2 separate regions of the Callithrix jacchus genome follow, and region 1 is linked to region 2. A link is a contact called in public Hi-C data. All regions are on one chromosome and are shown on one strand. The core of a region is the stretch at or near the end of the contact, and the rest is flanking DNA. Distances in the headings are between cores, read along the strand shown. Region 1 holds the start of CCN6 (cellular communication network factor 6). Region 2 has its middle 43 kb from the start of CCN6.

Region 1 (2,700 bases), core at 185-2,684, 43 kb after region 2:
CGCCACAGGGCCTGCCTCAGCAGGGTCAGTGCCTAGACCTCCCAGCCTGAGACCTCACTATTGATTGGGTCAGTCGACATCAGGTGACCAAGCAAGGTAAAGACAGAAAGCCCTGGCCACTTTGGCTTCACTGAGGGTAACTCTGGTAGGCAACATTTGCTCCAGAGCTCCCTGAAGGGTTGGTGGAGTCTTTGTCAGGCTTGTATCACAGTTTAATATCTTTCTCTGCTAAATCCTGCTTTTCTCTTTCTTTGACAGGTATTGATCTCTAAAAAACATTCACACTCCAAATTCCATCTCAGCATCTGTTTCTGGAGAATTCAGTCTCTGTCAGCATGGGTACTATGTTAATAAATATTACAAGAAGATGTTGATCAGTTCATCTACCTCCTTACAAGTTTACACATTCAGGTTGGCTACTGAAATTTTTCTTTAAACATTATCTCATTGGGAAAACTGGGTATCAGCTTATGAATAAGGTCAATTTTTATTGCATACTCTCAGTATTCCCATTGATACTGTATTGAGGCTGGTCCACTCACTGTCCCTCCTGCCCTATCCCCTATTCCCATATCACACTCAATTGCACTCATTCCTCCACCTAGGTTCTGGCTCATGCCATTTCCTCAAAGTAAATTTCTGTCCTTCTGTTCTCTTGCACATGTAGACACTACTCATTCTTCAGGGTCTTCAAGAATACCGCTTCCTCCACAAAGACCTCTTTGACTTATGTAGACTTCTCTTTTATTCTTAACTTTAAAAAATAGATGTCATTTTGTTTTAAAAATGTAACTCAGTTAAGTGAAGCTATTTTCTAATCATTTCATGTGAATTACATCTCCCAGTACCTAATACAGCACAGAGAGCATAACGTAGTTACCTGTAAAAACACTAGTTAATTGAGTAAAATTGATCAATAACAATATTGAAAATATTAAGAAACATCCAAACAATTTAAAGTTTAAATTATACCCTGGGGGAGCAGTATGTTCCAAAGCCTGTTTCCTGGATTTTCCTTTTTCTTTAAAAAATGTTTTTATGGTCAAATTTATTTGGAAAATGTTGCCTGTCATATCTTCCTATTGGGGATGAGTGCACTGGGTAATTAAAGGATTTGAAAAGTCTCTCAGTAAATAAATTATTTGACTTTAACCAAACTACTTTAATCATAATGCATTTATTCCCTGTTTTGAATAGCATCTGTGAGCATCTCTGGGGAATCTGTGTTGTGCAGAACATCCTTTGGGAGCTGTGTCCTGGCAGATAGCAGAGACCTAGATGCCCATAGAAATAGGCTCCGTGTCAAATGGGCTGATGACTGGCACCTCCAAATCTAAGGGGGGACATGGCTTTAGCAGACTTGCGATGTCACCATTGCAGGCACAGGAAGCCAGCTGAAGGAACCGGAAGGTAGAGCTGTCAGTTCGTGCCAGTGACTCATGGGAAATAGTTGATTTAGGGTAGCTAGTCTCAACCCTGGCTGCACATCGGAATCACCCAGGGAGCTTTAAAACATCCTGATGCCTGGGTCTCACCCCTGGAGACGCTGATGTCATGGGTCTGGGGTGGGGCCTGGGCACTGGGATATTGTGAATTCCCCACAGGATTCCAGTTTCAGCAAAGCTGAGAGCCACTGCTTCAGGCAAGTGGGGATGCTTGTGTGTGAAATGATTCTTTTCTTCCAGATTCCAGGTTTCTTTTATTGAATGTATCTGCTGTACGGGAAATTACTCTGGGAAATCGATAAGTAAATAACCATCTGTGCTGCTCATCTTGGTGCTTAAACCTCCAACTGTAAGTAGGCTCCGAGAACCACCAGTGCTGGTTAGAAAGGCAGAGTTTCCTGCCCCACCCAGAACCGGGTCCTGATGCCTGGGTGATCTGTAGGAGCACTGCAGCCTAAGAGCATTGGGCTAGACTGGAGGTGCCTGGTGAAGAGCAGCTCCTCTCACTGGAAGCCTGTGAACCAGAGGGCCTGCTGCACACCTGCCTCTGACTTTATCTCAGTCCCATAGGCGCAGTCAGCCTGGCTCCTATGCCTCTGTCCTGCTTCCCCAGAGGATGGCTGCCTACCTCTCGAAGGAGCCTTCAGGGGCCCCCACAGTACCCTTTTCAAACACCAGTTAGTCAATATTTTAAGTTGGGGGACCCCAAATTCGTGGAAATCTATCTGGCTGTGTTCCCTTATGCATTAAGAAGCAGAAAAGAACAGAAATATAATTTTATTTCTATAGATGATAAACATTGTCAGAAATGGTTCTTTTCCTTCTTTGTTTTGTATTTAGTGAAGAGTGGGGGAATATCAGAAATGGAGGCCCCGAAAGATGAACTAAATCATCCAAATGCGTATGAGCCAGGTAGGGGTGAGTCTGCCACTTCAGAGGCCCATGGGAGCTGAGCTGGATGAATGCAGAGTGAAGAGTCAGAGACCCCACAGACGCCAGTGGTGAACTCCTGTGACTGTGTTGGTGCATCTAGCTCCACCGTCAAACAGGATCATAACTTGCTCCATCAATGACTGGTTCATAGTGCGCGTCTGTCTCATGCAAGGTGTGCTCATTACTTTAACACAACGTTTACCTTGTAAACGTTTCTCATCATGAAAAAGAAACAGACCAGTAACCTCATATTTTTGTGATGAGTAGATTTTTTTGGTTCATCAGCCCGGCCCTTTCTCCATTATCAAGCTTATGGCAAGGC
Region 2 (2,700 bases), core at 121-2,620:
GACCCAAGTGTTAGGCTACCTCCTGTAATAGGTTCTCGGCTGCTGACATGTAATAAGCCTCTTCACAGATGCCACCCTCATGACTGCATCCCAGCCCCTGCTGGCCGTTGGAGCCTCTGCTCACTACCCATGTGGGGGACTGTCAAAGCCACCCTCTTTACTGAGAAACCTTTTGTAGTTGACACCAGTGCTCTGGACTCATCTTTCAGAAATTTTTCTAAGCCTTGCCATCAGTACCACAGTCTTAATGTTGAATGAGACCCTGCTTTGCACCAGTGTCTGCGTGGATGATGTCACTGCATCGCCACTGAAAATTCTACTTTGGGTCTAGAGTCAAGGGCAGAATGGAAATGCAGCAAACAATAAATACTTCGTGACTTGCCTCAAAAATAATACCGCCGACTTTTACATCAACTCCGTCTTCTAGCTCGCCTTTGGGATTGGTCTGTGCTGAAAGCAATTTCCAAAGTTAGAACCGAAGAAGGAGCAGATGAATATAATTAGGAGAGGAAGAATAGGAGTCAGCCAGGCAGAGCTCTGGTTCATTAATAATGGTCTTCGATTAGAATACCGCTCTTTGGGTGGTGTCTTTAGAAATCTCAGCATCAAGAGAGGCTGGAATTGCTTACAGTGTTATCGGCCCTGTTGTCTTGTCATTTTATTTCTTAGCTGTTTTATATTCTGGGCACAGAACTAGCTGGGAAGAATACAAATCCAGCGGTGTCAATGATAGCAGCTAACTGTAGGTATGGTCCTTATTTAAGGCTGGGCTTTGATTCAAGTCCTTCTTATTGTGCATTCCTCAGATTGCTTAATAGAAATGTGGGAAGAAGTGATACGGTAGGAGGATCAGTCAGGGAGGGGAAGGTATAGGAATAGAAGTGTTAAAAGGTCATAAATTATGCAGTACTTAAAAAATTCAAATTAATTTGAAGAACCGTTAATGGTCTGCTTTATCCTCGTTTTATACTTTTGTCTGTGAAATAAAAAGCAACGTCCTCGCAGGCCAATACGGTGCACCTGACCCTGGTGCGGCCAAGTTGATCTTCCTGCCACCAAAGCCTGCAGGCCGCTCCCTCTGCAGTGAAGACGTGCGGCGGTGGGGAGGTGAGGTTCGGATGTAATCAACAGCGACCTCTAGCGTGTGCCTGAGAATTTGCATTTGGTTAAGAGTACAGAAGGAAAATAGTAGAGGGGAATTCTGATCAAATTTCCAAGGAACAAAGGCGAGGTAGACATTTCTCATTGTTTTCCCTGGTAGAGAAGCCCAGGACTGACAGCTGAGGATTTCACTTCATTGGCACCACTTACTCCCCTCAGTGCTGGAAATGCTATTCAAAACATTGCCTTATTTCCTCCAGCAGATTTCCTCCAAACGGATCATTGGGATTGGTTTTAAAAAACCCTTTCACTTGTCTTTAGCGCTTCATTTCAACGAGAGAGTTCCCACAGGAGAGCATCAGCTCTTTTACTGCAGGGTGTGTGTGTGTGTGTGTGTGTGTGCGCACGCGCGAGGGGCTGAAGACAGAATGGGAGAGAAGAGCTCAGAAAGAGCGTGTAGGCAACATGGGGGGGTTCTGTGAGGAGGTCTGGGGTTCAGGGGTTCCTGCTCACCCTTCTTCATTGACAGCTGCTCCCTAGAGGTGGCCAGCTCTCCACTTCCACTTGTGGCTATTGTCGACTATTGAACATTTCCTTTGCCTGACCTTGGTGCGTCCACAGAGCAGCAATCAGCTCCCCGGGATCTTTTTTTTTTTTTTTTTTTTGAGATGAAGTTTCACTTTTGTTGCCCAAGCTGGAGAGCAATGGCACAATCTTGGCTCACTGCAACCTTTGCCTCCTGGCTTTGGATTCTCCTGTCCCAGCCTCCCGAGTAGCTGGGATTACACGCGCCTGCCACCACACCCAGCTAATTTTTGTATGTTTAGTAGAGACGGGGTTTCACTATGTTGACCAGGCTGGTCTTGAACGCCTGACCTCAGGCGTTCCGCTGAGGCTGATCTACCTGCCTCAGCCTCCCAAAGTGCTGGTATTACAGGTGTGAGCCACCGTGCTGCGCCCAGCAGCCCAAGGGGTTCTTGCCCTCGCCTCTGCTCTTTGCTTCCGTCTTCTGCCCCTCCCACTCTTCTGAAGCCAGATTCTGAGTCTCTAGGGTGATGTCCAGGCCAAGTGAGTGCACAGGCTGACGGTGCTCATTCCTAGCGAAGAATGCAGCCAGAGGATGCCTTCCAAGATCTGTCAGGAGCCAGGAGGAGATTCTTTAGAGAAAGGCTAACATCGCAGTTCCTGGCCCATGACTTTGCTGTTTGGTGATGGTAATCTGTGGGATGTGTTTTGCAAGAGGTTTAGGGGTTAGGGAATGAGGGAATACATTTTCCGGTAACTTCAAACAATTGAAGGCAGATAGATTTGCAGTACATATTTGCTGTAATAACTGGATTTGGCCTGCTATTGCCTTTTATGCAAGCTTGAACGTAGAAATGCTCCATGTTTTGTTATTGTGTTTTAAGCTATGAGCACGTAATTGTGATTGGGGCTTTCTCAATTTCACCTGTGTTTCCTTCTCCCGGTATTATTAGATCAAGGACCTAAGCATTTGTGTAAAGGGCCTTAACTCTCAGGGCCTAATCCACCTGCCCTATCAACACACAAACTTAGAGACATTCTCAGAGTTATGAAAATGTACATGTCAGAAGCAAG

The links. Hi-C and Micro-C count contacts between places; a contact is called where the count stands out from the background.
Region 1: a Hi-C map of induced pluripotent stem cells shows a contact between it and region 2, with 2.6 times the contacts expected there. The contact joins the promoter of CCN6 here to the enhancer-like site in region 2. A contact is called at or near these places in 2 of 3 Hi-C or Micro-C datasets (induced pluripotent stem cells and skeletal muscle).

Annotation. Positions count from the first base shown.
Region 1 is chr4:118,294,558-118,297,257 of calJac240_pri, forward strand. It overlaps CCN6 (cellular communication network factor 6), which reads left to right and starts at 1,435. Exons shown (of 7, transcript XM_035296543.3): 1 at 1,435-1,794.
Region 2 is chr4:118,251,966-118,254,665 of calJac240_pri, forward strand. No RefSeq gene overlaps it. Among named protein-coding and RNA genes, the nearest start is that of CCN6, 43 kb to the right of the region's middle. Within about 2 kb of position 1,371, at least 2 of the 16 cell types and tissues checked have an H3K27ac peak or open chromatin away from gene starts, as enhancers often do.